Linked DNA regions of Gadus morhua: region 2 is linked to region 1. A link is a contact called in public Hi-C data. All regions are on one chromosome and are shown on one strand. Each heading gives the region's core, a stretch centred on a gene start, on an enhancer-like site or on the middle of the called end of the contact. The rest is flanking DNA. Distances are from core to core; before and after follow the strand shown. Region 1 holds the start of frg1 (FSHD region gene 1). Region 2 holds the start of mtnr1aa (melatonin receptor 1A a).

Region 1 (3,540 bases), core at 152-2,651:
ATGTAAGCACTGTGGCAGTAGTAATGCAGTATTTAGAACATGTACTCTAATACTCTTGATACTCAAGTACTTTTAAAAACAAGTACTTCAGTACTTTTACTTAACTAGACATCTGACTGTAGTACTTTTAATTAAATTTAGCAAGGGGTATCTGTACTTTTACTCAAGTAAGGAAGCTGTGTACTCTGTCCGCTTCTGGAATCGACATCTATCTGCCTGCCAAGTTTCACCAAATTTATCTTGTAGTTACATACAAGCTTGTAGTTACAAAACGGGAGATGACTCAAAAATTCTATCGATCCATCAAAGCCTCTTGCATCCTGCCCCAACTGAGAACATGAATAATGCCGCACAAACCGTACACATAACAACGCAATGGGCCATATTCAAGTAAGCAAGTAAAACTGACTGAACTGCATACCAGCTAGCGTTTAGAACCAATATGGATGCTACTTTAGGTGAATAAGGCTGATTATCACAGAGAATGTGTGCCTGCCACACTGCAATGTGTACGGTGTCACCACAAGCTGGTATTAAAGAGGACGCCTCCTGCACACTGACACCCTGCTTCAACCTGCATTAACGTTGACCGCAGGGGTCACCTGCTGGAGAGGAAGTGGGGGAGGAAGTGACCTCAAATGAAGGTCACTTTCTGACGCAATCACCATGAGAATTAACCTCATAACCTTTGAATACCTTCTCATTTATGATTTATGTCAGTACACAAATAATGTCATGGCAGGTATGGAAATGTGGAATAACAGGGCCATTTTGCATTGATAAGGTTGAGTGTGTTTCTTCTAATTTTGTCATGGATCGAAAACACAAGGAGGAGGATGTTTTTCTCGGTACAAAGGTAAGCTAATGGTGCGGATATAATTGATAGGCAGAGGAAGGCATACTAACAAGGACATAAAAGACACAAAGGACATAAGAGATCACAATACTAAGTACGTATTTTTCCAGCTAGGCCTTGTGCTTAAAGTACTGTGTGATGTATTTATCCAAGACTCTCATTTTTAACATGAATTTGCATAAAATAGGCTTTAGATTAAATGAAAAATTGCCATGGCTTGTTGAAGAACTTTAAGCAATTATATTAATAATACATTTTAAATATGTACAGACACACCAATACAGACACAAAAAATGTACAAATAAGTCCCCACTCCACTCCATTAATGTTCTTGACATTAAGCCATTTGATACAACAGAATATTTCCTTTAATTACAAAGTAAAATAGTCCAAATATTACACAGAGGCTGAGAAAAACTATGATCTTGCGATATGGGTATAGCACAGAAATAAAACCAAAGTAAAATTAACTAGACACCATGACAAGAAGGAACTTCGATGCGTCGTACTACCTTCACAATTACACTAGTGCGTTTTCGTTCAGTTTGTGCCTCTACTGGTGCCGTACATCCCACACCAGTGTTTACGGATTTCAGCGCCGTGTAACCGTAGAAAGCTAGCACCATGGCTGACTACTCTCGAGTAAAAATAACTAAATTAGTTTTGAAAGGAGCGAGTAAGGGGTAAGAGCTGTACAATTTGATGAAACATGGTCATTGTAATCAAAAAGAGTCAATGTTTAATATGATCTAACCACAATTAGCTTTTGTCGTCCAGGGCTAGCCATAGATCGTTTTACTAGTTGTAATTTAAACCCGAGTTGTATTGTGTCTAGGATATTTAGGAATTATAGCAACTTTTGCATGTTTTTTATATATATATTTATATATATATATATATATATCGTTGTATTTGCAACGATGTGTTGTTGCGTTGCTCGTGAGGCTAAAGGTTTCGTTTCAGAAAGACAACAACCATACAGCATGGTTACAAGTTACATTGAAACTTAATGTTGGCCTACATTTTGCTTGTTTTGCAGTAAGAAAAAGAAGAATAAAGATAAGAAGAAGAAACTGGAAACGGAAGAAGAAAAACCCGACATAGTTGGTATGTATTTTCGCTGCTCCCCTTCGTTGATCAGCCTTTCATCTCTTTTTCCACACATTATTTGAAAAGCCAAGTAGGAGAATGTTTTTCTTTTGTTTACGCTCTCTTTCATCTCTCATTCTATATTTTTGAAGTTAGATTAAAAATGTTGTTTGAATGTCAGTGGTCACAGTATAACTACCACTATACAGCCATCTCATGTAAGGGTTCACTGTAGAGCAAGTTCAGCCATACTGTCATAACAGGGATAAGGAGAACTACTGAAGAGGAAAGGGGCGGGCTAGTGTTGGGACAAGGCTGTTACACTCTAAGCTTAAAGGTCCTGGGTTCGATCCCCAGTGTCCACAGTCAACCTACATATAGGCATCCTAGAGCAGGCACTTGGGATCAAAGTGTATGCTCAATGCTTGCTAAAAGATTGACAGAGTTGATAAGATTTGGTTACCCAGGGAAATCTGTCCACTGATTGACAGTTGTTTAACATTATGTATGTTTAAAAGCAATGATGTTGTTCTCAACAGGGGGTTGGTGGGTTGTCAGTAGCTTTGGAGAAATGAGTGGAACGGTTGCCATAGAGATGCAGCGCAACACGTACATCCACGCCATGGATAATGGCCTCTTCACACTCGGCGCACCTCACAACGGTAAGGAGTCCATGGAAGTGCTCTTCTCCCAACTGTTCTCCCTGCTCTCACTTTGAACATTTACCCTTCTTTTAGAGTTTTCGATAATACGTCAGACCACAAGGCGCAGTGACTCTGGACATTAGAAAAACAACAACCTTAGAGATTCACAGTATAAAGTAATAGATTCATCATTCATCCCCACGTGTTTATTATTAGCAGTGAAAAGGCCTGGCATATTGATACATACCAATTCCCTCGGTAGCGCCCACACACTTTGCATGTGTGATGCTCATTTCCTGCAAGGTCATGCTGTTTCCAATAGGAACCACTCGGTGGATAAAAATGCCCCCAAGGAGAAGAAAGAAAATGGATAATTCTTTGATTTCATCTTGTGCGTCAGAAAGGATGAGATGATGCTGCCCACCAGCTTTTGAAAACACAATTTCCATATTACCTCAGCATAATGAATGCCCCACTACTGGCAGACTATATTGGCCATTAAGAAGGGAACCATATTCCACATTTGCAAAGTGGTAAACAGCAGTTCTTGACTGAGCCCATAAAAAAACGTTTTTACTGTACAAAATATCATTGTGCAACCCGTAGCCAGCTAAATACAAATTATAACTAAACGTATTTGTAAAGAAAGATAATTGATTTAAAAAGAGTCTTGGCCCGTTAATATGATGACTTTATTGAAGTTGAAATGCCCATTTCAAAGCTATCCACTGCGAAAGTAGATTTAAGTTTAGTAGTTTTAAAGTATTTCAACAGGGCAAACTGGAGTTCAATGTCATTGAACTTCTGCCTGTTGGTGTGTGTTGTAGAGGATGAAGGGCCCGATCCCCCTGAGCAGTTCACTGCCATCAAGCTGTCAGACAGTAGGTGAGTAACATACGCTGGAGAGAGGCCACCGCCTGGGAGTCTCTGTAAACCGCCGCCCATTGTACT
Region 2 (3,367 bases), core at 172-2,671, 250 kb before region 1:
AAATGTGTAAAACGATGTATTTGCCTGATTTCATTTTCAACTTCACGATGGATTTCGAGGATATCGGAGACGACAGCTAGACTTTGTATTTATCACATCTTTCTACTCGGGGCTTTGCAGGCGAGGCAGCTATGACGCGTCATCAGCCAGCAGTCACTTTGAGTTTAGAGTGAGAATGTCAGGAGCGGCGAGACGGACGCGGGTTTATAAACCCAACTGGGCTTTCTGTTCTGCGCACTTTTTCAGCCCGAGACTGTTAAATCACGAGTAAGCTCATATCTGTAGTAGACCAAAACCGAAACAGCTACTGTCACGCTCAAATGACGCGGGACAAGTTGAATGCGTCCTCGTCACTGATCCAGCAGAGACATTGATATAATCCCAGTCATTAACCCAGAATAGTAGAAATGGATCAAACCATAGAGCCGAGGGGGGCGTAGCAATTAAATATTAAAAAGGGAAATAATTCTGCAACAACACATCGTATATACCGATGACTATCAACCTGTCTTGGAATGTTGCTCTGCGTTACAGTGAGAAGAAAAGTCCCCTTGTTTTGTTTCTCATTATTGTTTAATTTTCAAAATGTCTAGTTCCATTAAATTGCAATGTTGGGGACATTATTATTGATTTGGCCAATTTAATGGAGGCTAGAAAGACAACCGCTATACCTCCAAAGATTGCATTTGACCATGAGAGGAGGTACCTTACAAATACCAATGTTGAATATAAATCAACCACATCTCAGTGAAGCATCCTACTTTTGGATAAAGCAGATAAACACATGAAAGTTCCTTAACAAGCCATTTCTCATGAACATTTCACATTAACGACATAGGCAGAAGTTGGTCCGCATGCACAGTGGACTAAAGTCACACTCACCTGCGTTTCGCAGCTTCTTGTTCCGATACACCGAGAAAATTACCAAAAGGTTGCCCAAGATGTCAACTACGATGGTGAATATGAGGAAGCAGCCCAAAGTTGTAGTGACCCACGGTGGGCGATTCAGTGCGTGGCCATTGGGGTCCTGAGAGCTGTTCAGATGAGACCCATTTATAACCATTGTATATATTACGCGGAATTTACGCGGAACTCACTCAGTAAAACTAACAATCTGCGCGTGAAAAACAAACAAATTATGACATAAACTATATGGTGGAGACACCGGGGATGTGTTCTCCGGCATCGCTAATCTTCCCTTCTTGGACTATTTGAGAGATGCTCCTGCGTTGGATCTGCGAGAAATAACTTCTGCCTCTCTCTCTGCGTCTTTACCATAAGCGTCTGTACTTTTGCAGAGTGCCCGAGCCATCACTTTGTTTGGTATGTATGGGACATTGAGCTACGATTTTCCACCCTCCAACATGTGATTAAGTACCCGGAGACGAGGAGGTTCTACTCTGGCAAATACTGTCGCTTGGTGGCTGTGACGCGTAAAGGCGCATGGAACAACAAGCCATACCGCGCGTTCTCTTTACGCACGTTTGTTCATTCAAGGATTATGCTGAACTTGTGATAATTTACTAGTCATATGCACGCATTTTATTACTAACGTTCATTTACATTATAGGCTATGTGTTTATTTATGTTTTTTCCACTTGTCACTTTGTAGGAAAGATTAAATGTAAGCTTGTTCGATGTAATCAAATTCGAACAATTCGATCATTTTATTCGCACATTTACAGGAGCATCCTTTGTTTAAGTTTCAGAAGAGGACAAGGATGTATGATCCATTTTCGTTTACCATTCGAGATTCGAACTTTTCCCTGTTCAGAACACATCTTTGAGGATTGATTTCTTCAGGATTAGCCTTGTTGTAGAGACTGGACATTTGACACTCTTAGTTTGTTGGTAACAAACAATTTGGATGATATTACAAATAAACAGACTTGCATGTCGAGCTGTGATGCGCTTTTCCTGTGGATGTTTAGGGATCAATTGTATGGTAATCACTATCACTCCCATTCATTTTCACAACCACACAAACAAGATGTCTATACTACTATCAATAACAATAATTAAATCAGATAGCAGTTTTATATATTGTATATATATATATATATATATTATATATTGCTGCGTTCACTTTTAGCACAATTGTGTCTTGCAATGGGAAAAATAACTCGAATATCGAATACCCCCCCCCCCCCCGGTTATAGACAATGGATAATTCGCTATTGTCAATTAAACATAGCCCACGGTATCTAGGTCAGCACTGCAGTGAAGGAGAAGAAGGGGTGGGCTAACAGAAAGGGACGCCAACAGCACCCCCCACACACACACACACACAAGGAGCGCACCGATAAAACCTTGCAGCCTCTTAGTCGTTGGGCTGATCTGTAAGTGAAATACAATTCATAAATATAGAAATAATTTCTTAAATAGCAGTTCCCCTCTTAGAAAATTTGGCTTAAAAACGATTAAACGCTCCTCTTTACCACACATAATTGACCGTTATGAAAATAAGAGTATAGACCATTACCATATCTGACCATGGAATAACAGGATTAATAACAATAACACACACACACACATATCAGATGCCATTACTCTCCTCCTGTGGGGAGGGGCGGGGTCAACAATGCGATTGAGTGCCTCTATGATGGAGGGGGGGCGCTCCCCCTACCTTCATGTCACTACCGTTCTGAGCCCCAGGAGAACCACGTGAAGGTGTTGGAGATGATGGTGGAGCTGCCGGTTAATATTGGGGGAGGGGCGGGGGGTAATGGGAGATAAGTCACCGACCTCGTTCATGGCCCATCCAACAACCTCCTCGCTGCTCATTGACCACTTACCAGAACGAGTGGGTGGGTGGGGTGAAAAAGAGGGCTAGGGGGGTCCCAATTACCTCAGTTATCGTCGACCCAGTAGCATCACGGCCACAACAACCACTCCCCTGCTCTCACCCACCGTTGACGACAGAGGCTCCGCCCAGAGTGCAGATGGGGAATTGCGTGTGTGTGTGTGTGTGTGTGTGTGTGTGTGTGTGTGTGTGTGTGTGTGTGTGTGTGTGTGTGTGTGTGTGTGTGTGTGTGTGTGTGTGTGTGTGTGTGTGTCCCTCAAAGCAGACACGGGCACAGGCGTATGTTATATTGAAACTTCCTCAAATACCCATTGTCTCTCCCATCTCCAGACATCAGTCCACAAGAGCCGCAACGGGATCAGATTAACCTACACATTGGCCTTATAGACACTTTGATATAAATGACAAAATATAAATGTTGGTTTGCCACCCCATTCTTAGTGTTGTGTATTCCGTTTTCTAAACGTTTCATTTGGACTATCTAATCACAGCTAACATGGAAATACATAAATATGAGAACCAAATTAGAAAAAAAGCATCTTATTGGGGAGTGAAGGAAGGCCC

What was found. Hi-C and Micro-C count contacts between places; a contact is called where the count stands out from the background.
Region 2: a contact with region 1 is called in a Hi-C map of heart, with 4 times the contacts expected there. The contact joins the promoter of mtnr1aa here to the promoter of frg1 in region 1. A contact is called at or near these places in 2 of 6 Hi-C or Micro-C datasets (gill and heart).

Annotation. Positions count from the first base shown.
Region 1 is chr3:18,642,407-18,645,946 of gadMor3.0, reverse strand. frg1 (FSHD region gene 1) reads left to right here and starts at 1,401. Exons shown (of 9, transcript XM_030352403.1): 1 at 1,401-1,539; 2 at 1,896-1,963; 3 at 2,485-2,607; 4 at 3,417-3,474. The coding sequence starts at 1,481.
Region 2 is chr3:18,896,417-18,899,783 of gadMor3.0, reverse strand. It overlaps mtnr1aa (melatonin receptor 1A a), which reads right to left and starts at 1,421. Exons shown (of 2, transcript XM_030350916.1): 1 at 883-1,421. The coding sequence starts at 1,063.